Linked DNA regions of Oryctolagus cuniculus: region 2 is linked to region 1. A link is a contact called in public Micro-C data. All regions are on one chromosome and are shown on one strand. Each heading gives the region's core, a stretch centred on a gene start, on an enhancer-like site or on the middle of the called end of the contact. The rest is flanking DNA. Distances are from core to core; before and after follow the strand shown.

Region 1 (6,173 bases), core at 1,535-4,034:
TCCAGGTGGTATAGTCTTCACTTTAACTGATGGCAGCGGCGGGCAGGGTGCTCCTTCTCAATCGCTGTGAGATTGTGTAGGTCCCACAGGGGTTTGCATGTGGACATGGGCTGGGGTCATGGGTGCATGGGCCTGCAGTGCTGGTGAGGCCTGTGGTCCAGCAGTGATAAACAGTAGCAGGGGGCCAGGGTCACAGGAACACCAGCCCACAGTACTGGTGGCTTGTGCAGGTCCCATGGTGGCTCATTGTGATGGGCTTGAGGTTGTAAGAGCACTGGTAGGCAGCCCTCGTGTGTGTGTGTGTGTGTGTGTCCCAGCGGGGACAGCAGGGGTAAGGGTGGGTAGGCTCAAGCACTGAGGGGAAGAGTCCCTACTTATGGGGTCCTTGGGACAGGATCCCTTGCTGTTCTGAATGACATGCTGTGCAGAGGCCTGTATATGCTAGGGTGCTGGGGACAGAGGTGCCCTGCTGGATCTAACTGGACTGCTGAGGTGCCAGTTCTTTTTGCTAGTGCGGTGGAGCTGTGGGCCCCAGGGCTGTGTTCAGATCCCAACAGTAACTCTTTTCTCAGGGGGGCATCCCTGCTGCAGCCCCTGCCCTGAGGCTGAGGAGGGAGACTCCGGAGCCCGTGAGGACAGCAGACTCCTGCTGTAGCTAGCACAGCCACCCTCGAGCATCTGCACTCGCCCTGTCGCTGGCCGTGGGGACCTCCCTGCACCCAGTCACGGTGGGGCAGGGTCATGGCTGCAGGCTCACTTTGCTCCCGTGTGTCTGCTGTGGTCTGGCTCCCTTCGTCCTACAGGGGTCCCTGTCTCCCTTGCTGCGTTCCAGTGTTCACTCACCTCGAGGTGCAGCTACTTAGCTGTTGCTCTGTGTGCAGCTTGTGGAAGAGCAGGCGACGGCTGGCACCTGTGTTTGGCCACCTTGAACCTCTGAATTACTGGAATTTTGTGGTACAGAATGCTTCAGTAGGTTTTGCTGATTTGACTTAGAGATTATTTTGGGAATTACCCTTTATCAAGACATTACTTGAGAGTGATTGATAATGTTAAAGGGCTTGTAACAGGCTCCACCTGCCTCCTCCTTTCTCTTTCCCATTCCCCACGGCACCTGTAGTCCCCCCTGCTGGCCGGCCCCTCAGCCCAGGCTCTGTAGTCTGGCCTGGGCCCCCTCACCACCATCTGGTGGCTTTCCCAAAACTTCTGGTTCTCCATCCCTGCATTGGGTCCCAGGGTCACCGACCATCATCATCTTTTGATTTACTTCCTCATTTTGGTGGTTCATATCTGGCCTTAGGAAAGTAACTGGGCCGCCAAATATTGGTGAAGATTAAACTGTGTCTGTGCAAGTGGGAGCTGGTGTGAGCATCCTGGGAACACGGCCCCTTTTCATACCCGTACTTAAAGCACCCTTGTTCTAGCTGTGCCAGCTTCTACGGTGGGGCAGTGCTGATTTATGTAACTCAGTTCCTGTGCACGGACACTGGGTATTTTCTGCTGTCAAATAGAAACACAGCCCACCCACCCATATGGTGGTCAGGTGCACTCCTCAGGAGTGGGGGCCTGTGACTGGGCTCTCCAGGCTGCTGAGCTGGGCTGGGCTGGGGAGCAAAGGCTGTGTCTGTAACAGAAACAGGAAGAACATGACATTTGTCACTTCTCCTTTATGCAAATAATATACTAATCTTGGATTCCCTTGGATCCCTTCACCCTCTGTAGGGCAGAAAGCAAAAGTAAGAACTATTGGGAGCTGGTTCTGCAGTGTAGCGGGTTAAGCCACTGCCTGCACAGCCAGCATCCCATATGTTAGCCAGTTCGAGTCCTGGCTGCTCTTTCTACCTCTGATCCAGCTCCCTGCTAATGTACCTGGGAAAGCAGCTGAAGATGGCCCAAGTGCTTGGACCCCTGCACCCACATCACCCAGATAAAGCTCCTGGCTCCTGGCTTCAGCCTGCCCCAGCCCTGGCCATTGCGGACATTTGTGGGGGAGTGAAGCAGCAGGTGGAAGATCTTCTCTCTCCCCCCCCCCTCAAGTAAATAAAATAAATCTTTAAAAATAATTGTAAAATTATTGGGTCAAAGGTACCAAAGACATCTTTCTAAAGCCACGTTGTCCCCATCCCCACCAGCACAGTGGCTGCCCCCGGAGCCTTCGAGGTCAACTTCATTCCCCTGGACTGGCCCCTGCCATTCCCTCAACCCCCGGCCCTGCCTTTCCTGCCATTGCGGGCTGCCCAGGCCCTCTGGGACTTCTGTGTGCTGCCCCCTTGTGGAGCAGTTCTCTCTGTGCACCTCAGATGTGCTCACTCCCAGTTGAACTTCCTGCCTCTCTGGTGCTGCCTGCAGGCCAGACTGCGATGCCCAAGGCAGGCAGCATCAGGCACAGGCAGGGGCCCCCACTGTGGCTGACAGGCCTCTTGTGTGCAGCTTTCAAGGTCTCCACACTGGCTGTGGCACAGGGCCCCAGGACCCAAACTGAGCGCTGGGGAGCAGAGCAAGAACTGTTTCCACTGAAGATGCTGCACAGCCCTGGTGCCTGGTGATGGAGTGAGGTCTGCTCTTCTCTGCTCAGAGGCTCAGAGGGTGAGAAGGAGGAGCCAGGGTTCTGGTGTGGCTTTGGTCCTTGGGTTGAGCTGGGAACCCTGTCTCCAGGGCCAGAGACTCCTGGTTGGAGCCAGGCCCTGGGCCGGCTCCACGGTGTCAGCCTAGCACTTGCCAAGCTCAGCCTAACATTCTCTGTGCTGCTTGCCCCAGTCCTGCTGGGCAGTGCTCAGTGTGGCCAGGGGCCAGGGGAGATCCTGCCAATGCCAGCAGCCCTTTCCAATATAGCCCACGGACACCAAGGGCTGAGGGGGGTGCTGGGTGGGGGTGGGGATGAGGAGATGTTTCCAGTCAATTCCTGGGATCCCCCAAAACTGCTAGGGTTTGACTCCCAAGCTTCTTCCCCCCCCCCCAAGTCTGGTGGAAGCAGAATGTGGTGTGGGGAGGGGTGGTAGCTAGGCTCCGTGGTGGCCTGGGTCCTGTTCTGCCCCAGGTCTCTGTGTTGTTGGGGCTCCCTGGGAGCTCAGATGCACGAGGGCAGGGTGGCACCCTAAGGTACAGAATGCCCACACCTCTGCTGAGCTGCCGGCTGCTGGGCCCTTCTGAGCTCCTGGATCACCGGAGTTGGCTGAGGCACCCAGTGGAACTGGCTTGCCTGCTTTGACTCTGCCTGTCTCCCAGACCTGGCAGCCGAGGTCAGGACAGCCAAGTCCAAAGCGGAAGCAGTGCCCAGCCCTTGACGGAGCTAGTGGGGGTGGGTCAGTGACCTCAGCACCTCCCCTACCACCCCCGGAGCAGGCGCCAACCAGGAGAGCAGCTGCACATCTCACTGGCTGGCTGGCTGGGTGACCCCCATCATGGGCCAGGTGGGGGTTTCAGAGCTCCATGGCCCAACCAACGTGTGAGGGGCTGGCAGTGCACAAGGGTGGGGGTCCCAAGTGGGCTGCACAGGTGCCTAAATGGCTTCATTGCCCCCAATGCTGCACAAGAGGTATCTGTCCACCAAAGGCTCACTGAGCACGGTCAGGCGCCAGCCGTGTGAGCATCCTGTGGGGCATGTGGATCGCACACAGCCACCATGGCCCCCTGAGCCTGCAGCCGTACCACACCCAGGCTGGCATCAGGAAGCCCTTCTTCTCTCAGTCAGGGCTAAGGACTCAGTGCAACCCGGCCAACAGAGGTCCAAGACATGGGCCGGACACAGACGTGCGGAATGCACCAATGCGTGTTTATACCGACCATCACTCTTACAAGGGGGCTGGGTGGCAGGGCGGTGACGCACACACTGTGGACTCTGTGACTCCAGGTGGTCACACTGATGGTTTCTCCACTGTCACCAGGAAGCCATCCCCGATGCCAGCACGGTCCAGGAAGGGGAGGGTGCACGGGCTGTGGGAACGAGCCCGCTGGGAAGGGCTGGATGGGGTCTGTCACAGACGCTGAGCTGGCATGTCTCACGTCACACCACGATGCCCACTGTGGTGGCTCTCAGGCTACCTGGCGACAGGTCATGGCGTCGGCCTCCATGGCACATGTCATTTGGTGGGATTGCAGCCACTGGATCCTTCGGGGCAGTGCCGTGTCCCCTCCCAGAATGGGCAGACTGACCAGCCACACAGTCCCAGAAGTCCTGAGGGCCGGTGTCCCCAAGGTGTGGCCCCCACGAGTGTCTCCCAGGATTGAGGTCTGACAAAAGCCCTCCAGTGTCCATGTGGTTCCTGCTGCCACCTGCTGGGCTGTCTGGGGCGGGGCCCATCAGCGGCCTCTGCTGGCTCCACGTCTTCCTCCTCCTCCAACTCAGTGCTCCTCATGTCTTCCCCAAAATAGAAGACCTGCAGATTTAAACATGAGAGTCGGCCCTGGGGTCAGACTCGTGTCCCCCAGGAGCCACCTCAGCATGCCGAGAGGAGGGGCCTCCCCTGGCCATGGCGCCATCCTTGGAGCCGCTGCTGTGACTCATTCCTGCCCTGCCCTGGCTGGTGTCATAGCACAGCCAAGCAGGAGGCAGTGAGTACGTCTCACTGCCTGCCAAGAACTAGGGAGTGGGAGCTCCGGCACCAAGGTCTCTGGAGGCAGCCGCCAGCCCGGCGGGGTGGGGGGGAGGACGTCTCCTCTCCCCCCAGCCTTGTGACCTTGGCCTCATCCTGTCCCTTCCCCCATGGACTGGCTGGGTTCCCAGAAAGCTGATGACTTGGATATCTCTGTAGCCCTAGCCCTCTCCCTCCCCCCTTCCTCCCAGTCTTGGCATGAGACTCACCTTAGCGATTTCCACCTGTCTTTTTCTGTTTGGTTCTCAGGGCTCTCACTTTCATAAGAAGCCAAATATAGACCTGGACAGAATGCAGTGAATTTACGTAAATTGCAGTTGACCAGGATAACCCATTCCTTGCCCAGTACCTGACCTGCTGTGTGTTTTTAAACTTTGTGTTTGGAGATAATTGTAGATCCACGTGCGGTTGTAAGAAATAATGCACAGAGATCCTGTGGGCCTTTTACTCAGTTTCCCCCAATGCACTTGCAAAACTGCAGAGAAGTAGAGTGTGGTATGGCACAGAATGGAATAGAACGTGACCAGCGTAGCAACACAAACACGGTCGAGACACAGAAGGTCTCCATCACCATAGGCTCCTCTCAATGCCCTTATAGAGCCACACCCACTGCCCGCCCAGCCACACCCTCTTCTTAAGCCACTGATCTATTCTGCATTTCTGGATGGCATCCTTTCAAGGATGATACATAGAGTTTTCCCTTGACATCTGTGAAGAGTTGGTTCCAGGATCCCTTGCAGACACCAAGATCCAAGGATGCACAAGTCCTTTCTGTAAAATGGTGTTGGTATGGGGCCAGTATTGTGGCACAGCAGGTACAACCACAACTTGCGACTCAGGCATCCCACACTGGAGGGCAGGTTGGAGTCCTAGTTGCTCCACTTCCCATCCAGCTTCTTGCTAATGTGCCTTGTAAAGTCATGGAAGATGACCCAAGTGCTTGGGCCCCTGCCACCCACATGGGAGACCCAGATGGAGTTCTTGGCTTTTGGCTTTTGGCTTTGGCCTGGCCCAGCCCTTGCCATTGTGGCCATTTGGGATGTGAACCAGCAGAGGGAAGATCTCTCTGTGTGTCTCTCCTTCTTTCTTTGTAACTCTGCCTTTCAAATAAATACATCTTTATAAAATGGTGTAATGTTTGTAGGGAATGTATGCACATCCTCTCATATACTTTTTGTTTTTAAAGATGTATTTATTTATTTGAAAGGCAGAGTTCAAGAGAGGTAGAGAGAGAGAGAGAGAGAGAGAGAGAGAGAGAGAGAGGTCTTCCATCCACTGGTTCAGTACCCAGATGGCTGCAACAGCCGGAGCTGCGCTGATCCAAAGCCAGGAGCCAGGAGCTTCTTCTGGGTCTCCCACATGGTTGCAGGGGCCCAAGCACTTGGGTCATCTTTCACTGCTTTCCCAGGCCATGGTAGAGAACTAGATTGGAAGTGAAGCATCTGGGACTCAAACCAGCGGCCATATGGGATGCTGGCACTGCAGGCAGTGTCTTTACCTGCTATGCCACAGCGCCGGCCCCCTCTCATAAACTTTTTTTTTAAGTTTGTGTTTATTTGAAAGGAAGAGTAGCAGAGAGAGAGA
Region 2 (6,173 bases), core at 1,927-4,426, 240 kb before region 1:
GCCCCTGGGGAGAGTTGGACTGGCTCCAGGAGACCCTGGCTATCTTGTGTTACTCTGCGGTTTTAAACCATCCCTTCAGGTTAGTTTCAGTCTTTCAGCCAGAGCTAGCAGATGAGGGGGCTGAGCCCCTAAGGAGATACACAGTCTCCAGGAGACCCCCATTATCTCCATGAGCCCCAAGCCAATCAACATACATATGTGAAACCCCCTGTACAGTGGGCACCCCCAATAGGATGACCCAATGAACAGACAGTAACACCCTAAAAAGCTGGGACTCTTCCTCAAAGCCAGTGTCCCACTTGGGTACTCTGCCTGGTCTCCTCTCAGACCAGACTCTTTCTCTGTTGCTTGTCAATCGAATAAAAGTTTCTGCTTCTTTGCAAATTGTTTCCTGGCTTTTTATTTCTATACTAAGCTGAGGAAAAGAACCCACAAGACTTGCTCTGGCCATTGCCTTCCCCTCTGTGACTGTAACATGGGCGCCAGTTTGTGTTCCGGCCGCTCCACTTCTGATCCAGCTCCCTGCTAATGGCCTGGGAAAAAGCAGCAAAAGATGGTCCAAGTGTCTGGGTCCCTGCCACCCCCCTGGGAGACACTGGCTTTCGCCTGGCCCAGTGCTGGCTGTTACAACATCTGGGGAGCAAACCAGTGGATAGAGCATATCTATTTTCTCTCCCTCTCTCTATGTAACTGACTTGCAAAATAAATCTTAAAAAAAAAAAAAAAAAAAAATGAGGCCGGCGCTGCGGCTCACTAGGCTAATCCTCCGCCTGCAGCGCCAGCACCCAGGGTTCTAGTCCCGGTTGGGGTGCCGGTTCTGTCCCGTTGCTCCTCTCCCAGTCCAGCTCTCTGCTGTGGCCCAGGAGGGCAGTGGAGGATGGCCCAAGTGCTTGGGCCCCTGCACCTGCATGGGAAACCAGGAGGAAGCACCTGGATCCTGGCTTTGGAATGGCACAGCACACTGGCTGTGACGGCCATTTGGGGGGTGAAGCAATGGAAGGAAGACCTTTCTCTCTGTTTCTCTCTTTCACTGTCTAACTCTGCCTGTCAAAAAAAAAAAAAAAAAAAAAAAAAAAAAAAAAAAAAAGAGAGAGAGAGAACAGAGTATTCAATAAGTGGTGCTGGGAAAACTGGTTATTCATATAAAACTAAATCAATTTAGACCTCTACCACTTGTGGTTCTCAAAAAAAAAAAAAAATCCTGTAACATTTACCTTTGATTCTTGATAAGCCTGACCAGATGGGTTCTCACTGAATATAAAATATCTGAAACCCAGCATGAAAAGCTAGAGTCACTACTGGTATTCCCATGACAGCCAGTAACATGATGAGGATCCCAGTATTATTTACCACTGTTTCTAGGGGCTGGCGCTGTGCCATAGCCAGTAAAACTGCTGCTTGCAGTGCTGGCATCCTATATGGACACCAGTTCTAGTCCCGGCTGTTCCTCTTCTGATCCAGCTCTCTGCTAAGGCCTGGGAAAGCAGTAGAAGATGGCTCAACTCCTTGGGCCCCTGCACCTGCATGGGAGACCCAGAAGTTCCCGGCTCCTGGTCTCAGGGCCCAGTGCCGGCCATTTTGGCCAGTTGTGGAGTGAAGCAGTGGATGGAAGATTCTCTCTCTACCTCTACCTCTCTGTAACTCAGATAAACAAATAAATTGTTTTTTAAAAAAGAGAACATACTAAGGCATGAAAATTATTATTTACAGATAAACATTAATCATTATTTATAGTTATCACTAGATGATATTTTTAATCTGAAAATCAAAGAATGAAATGAGAAATTACTGAAAACAGTTAAGAAAACTAGTAGTGGACAGGAACAAAGTTAATATAATCTACAAAAATTAATACAGCTTGTATGTAAGAAAATAACTAGTTAAATAAGACCTGGAGGAAGCTCCTGGTTTCCACCAGGCCAAGGCCCTGCTGCTGCGGCTCTCTGAGGAGTGAAGCAGCAGACAGATCTCTGTCTCCCCTCCCTCCCCATCCCTCTGCCTAGCAGAGGCCGGGAGCCAGGGGCTTCTTTCACATCTCTCCCTCTCTGCCTTTCAATAAATAAAGTCTACAGAAAACCCGCAAAGGCACACCATCACTGGTGAGCAGTTCACTGGGGACAGTACGGTGTCACAAGATCTTCAGAGCGGCGCAGTCTGCCTCCGCCACTGAGCAGCTGCTGAGACCGCGCCGCCTCGCCCTTCTCTCGGGATGGGAGCGATCCTGGATGCAGGGGTGGTGCCCACCGCACAGCCGCTCTGCAGTCAGCTGCGTTCCTTTCCTCTGCTCGCAAATCACCTTCCACAGAGCTGAAAATGCCCACGAGTGCCTCGCTACATCACAGACGTGTAACAAATTAAAAACGCAAGTGACTTCCACGAAGTCTCAACTCCTAAAACACACCTGGAAAAGGGCAATTAAAAACTTTGAGCCCCTAAAACAGCCCTTACCTAAAACAGCTTGCGTTGAACTCTTACAGATGCCTACTCAACAGCCCACTTTTTTTTTTTTTTAAGAGGAGAGTTTATTTCTAGAAGCCGGCATCTTGGGGAAAGAGAGATCAGCACATAACCAGGAAGCGAAGTCCAGCAGAGGGGCCACCCAGCAGGCCGCCGAGAAGGGGCTGAGCGACAGCCCCCGGCTCGCGGACGGAGGTCGATGCAGAGCCCCGGGAGGCCGCGAGGGGCGCCCAGGCGGCGGCCAGGAGCGCGCCAAGATTGAAGAGCGGTCGCGTCTCTGCGGTTTAAACCCAGAGCCCACGAGGGTGCCGCCCTCGGCCTGGGTTCCCCGGCCACCTGCTAGCATTCACCAGAGCCCGCCCCTTGTAGACGCCAGCACCTCGTGGTTTCTACAACCACCAAGCAAACACCTGAAGCACAAAGCCCTGGACGACGTTAGCGGGAAGCGACACCTGTAAAATCTGGCCCTGGGCAGACACGGCCCCTTCCTCGGGCCCCAGCTACCGCCACACCCCATCCACCGTCCCCGCGCGGGGGGAGGGGGAGGCCGGCGCCCACCCCACCTGGTGCACTTGGAAAAGGCGGCAGCTGCAGCACCTCAGGACTCGAAACCGCTGAGGAGCCGCCATTCGGAACCCGGCCTCCGAGAACCGCGCTCCGCCGCTTGCTCCTGCGCCCTCTTCCGGCCCCGGCCCCGCCTCGCACGCGCGTGCGCCCCGTGTGCGCGTGCGCCAGGAGCCCAGGCCCGCCCCGCCCCGCCCCGCCCGGCCCCGGCCCCGGCCCCGGCCCCGGCCCCAGCGTGCGAGAGTCTTCGCTGTCGCTCCGGGGCGCGGTCCGCCCTCGGCTGGGGTCGGGTCCTGCGGCTGCTGTGGTGTCCGGTGTTTTGGTGGGTATGGGTTAGCTGGCCACCAACTTGCTGGCTCTCCCCGGGCTGTTTCCCCTCTTTCCAAGCTGGCGGTTCTCCCTGCTCTAGCCTCTGCCCACACCTTTCCTCTACCGGAGGAGAGATACCGAGATCATAAGTGGAAGCTTAACTCTTTGAGCCACAGGAGTGATCCCCCCCTTCTTAAAAATTAAAGGTAGGGGCCCGGCATCGTGGCGTACCTGGTGAAGCTGCCTCCTGGGACACTGGCATCCCATGTCGGCCCTGGTTCATGTCCGTATGCTCGCTCTTTCTTTTCTTCTCTCTTTTAACATTTATTAATTTGAGAGGTAGAGTTACAGACAGAGAGGGAGAGACAGAGAGAAAGATCTTCCATCCACTGGTTCACTCCCCAAATGGCAGCAACCGCTGGAGCTGGGCCAATTGAAGCCAGGAGCTTCCTTCAGGTCTCCCACGTGCTGGTGCGGGGGCCCAAGCTGCTTTCCCAGGAGCAGAGAGCTGGGTCAGAAATGTAGCAGCCGGGTGCTGTGGCGCAGCATGTTAAAGCACTGGCCTGAAGTGCCGGCATCCCATATGGGCATCGGTTCTAGTCCCGGCTGCTCCTCTTCTGATCCAGCTCTCTGCTGTGGCCTGGGAAAGCAGTAAAAGATGGCCCAAGTCCTTGGGCCCTTGCATCTGTGTGGGAGACCCGGAGGAAGCTCCTGGCTCCTGGCTTCGGATAGGTGCAGCTCCGTCCATTAAGGCCATCCGTTTGGAGTGAACCAACGGATGGAAGACCTCTCTCTCTCTCTGCCTCTCCTTTCTCTGTGTAACTCTGACTCTCAAATAAATAGATAAATAAATCTTAAAAAAGAAAAGAAGTGGAGCAGCCGGGAATCAAACTGATGTCCATATGGGATGCTGGCGCTGTAGGCAGCAGCTTTACCTGCTATGTCCACAGAGCTGGCCCTTGTACATCCTTTTAAAATGGGATAGGTTAGAGCCTCTTATATTATACAACTTAATTTCTTTAGTATATTCACAAGGTTATACTTCTACATGGCATTTAAAACATTTACCCAAATCCTAACGTACTTAAATCTGATTACTAACAATTTAAGACTTGAAATCACTAAATGTGTGGGTTTCTTATGTATATCTTTTTTTTTTAAATAAAGATTTATTTATTTACTTGAAAGAGTTACAGAGAGAGAGAAGGAGAGGCAGAGAGAGAGAGAACTTCCATCCACTGGTTCACTCCCCAATTGGCCTCAATGACCAGAGCTGCACTGATCCGAAGCTGGGAGCCAGGAGTTTCCTCCAGGCCTCCCATGCAAATGTAGGGACCCAAGTACTTGGGCCATTTTCTACTGCTTTCCCGGCCTACAGCAGAGCTGGATCGGAAGTGCAGAAGCCAGGTCTCGAACCGGCGCCCATTTGGGATGCCAGTACTGCAGGCGGGCTATGCCACAGCACTGCTATGCCACAGCACTGTGTATCTTTTTATGTATACAGCCTTATGTATATCTTTTTAAAAACTTATTTGAAAGGCAGAGAGAGAGAGAGAGAGAGAGAGAGAGAGAGAAAATCTTCTATCTGCTGTTCACTCCTCAAATGCCTACAACATTGCCATGGCTAAAATCAAGAGCCAGGAACTCCATCTGGGTCTCCCACCTGAGTGGCAGGAACTCTGCTGCCTCCCAGGATACACATTAGCAGGAAACTAGACTGGAAGTGGAGGTGGGACCCCACCTAGGCACTCCAGAATGGGGTAAAGGTATTCCAAGCAGCAGCCATCCCTTTTATGTATATCTTTGTTTAATTGCATTATGGCCAAGAATGTTTTCTCTGGTATGAATCTTTTGAATTATTTTATGGCAGCTGTGTGAATACTAGGAAGGAAATTATATGGCTTAGTTTATGACTTTTTTTAAAAAAGTAGTTATTGAGTTTCCTTGATGTTATTTTATTGTGTTTGAGAATGTGTCAGGGCCAGCGTTGTGGCTCAGTGGGTTAAGCTATTGCCTGCAGCGCCAGCATCCTATATAGGTGCCTGTTCAAGTCCCATCTGCTCCATTTCTGATCCAGTTCCCTGCTAATGTGCCTGGGAACCTGTACCAAGCTAATGTGCTTGGGCCCCTGTACCTGCGTGGGAGACCCGGAAGAAGCCCCTGGCTCCTGGCGTCAGATCAGCACAGCTCCAGCTGTTGCGGGCAATTGGGGAGTGAGTCAGCAGATAGAAGACCTCTCTCTGTCCTTCCTGTCTCTGTGTAACTCTTTCAAATAAATAAATAAATCTTAAAAAAAAAAAACCTAGCCATAAAATCTATGCAAGTTAGTGGTTGCCTGAATTTGGTGGGGAAGCAGGGATTGGAGGCAAATGGGCCTGCGGAATCTTTCTGAGGTGATAAGAATGTTCTAGAATTGCACTGAGGAGTCAATTTTACAACTCTGTAAATTATAACTTGAAACACATGCATTTTATGGAATGTAAATTATACTTCAATAAAGCTATTAAAAAATAACAAAATGCAGCCCCCGGCAGGAGCATTTGGGAGCAAATGCTGGACCTTGAGGGGTGGCCTCAACTTCTGCAACCCAACCCCATTCTAGCTGAGGGCTGCAGCCCTGGCCCTGGGTCATGCCTCCTGCACCCCCACGTGTGTCCTCTGCACGGCTCAGGTCTACCTGGGCAAGTCAGTGTAAGCCCTGCCTGGCCTGGCCCAGCATCTTCCGTGTCCCAGCCAACCTACAGGGCCTTGTACTCCCCTGCCCCACCCTGATGGGTCAGGTTTCCCAACCTTGCTGACCATGGCCTGGGTGGATGTCAGGAGGCTCCAGTGGTGGGGAGGGG

Evidence for each region. A called contact is a pair of places that touch in the nucleus more often than the background predicts.
Region 2: a contact with region 1 is called in a Micro-C map of ear pinna, with 5 times the contacts expected there. The contact joins the promoter of MRNIP here to the enhancer-like site in region 1. A contact is called at or near these places in 3 of 6 Hi-C or Micro-C datasets (ear pinna, psoas muscle and an unstated tissue).

Annotation. Positions count from the first base shown.
Region 1 is chr6:67,383,557-67,389,729 of mOryCun1.1, reverse strand. It overlaps RASGEF1C (RasGEF domain family member 1C), which reads right to left. Exons shown (of 15, transcript XM_070075815.1): 14 at 4,799-4,871; 15 at 3,749-4,373. The coding sequence ends at 4,349. Among named protein-coding and RNA genes, the nearest start is that of RNF130, 43 kb to the left of the region's middle. Within about 2 kb of position 2,784, at least 1 of the 8 cell types and tissues checked has an H3K27ac peak or open chromatin away from gene starts, as enhancers often do. A contact at or near this core is called in ear pinna, where this site is marked.
Region 2 is chr6:67,620,427-67,626,599 of mOryCun1.1, reverse strand. MRNIP (MRN complex interacting protein) reads right to left here and starts at 3,176. Exons shown (of 7, transcript XM_008274980.4): 1 at 3,021-3,176. The coding sequence starts at 3,086.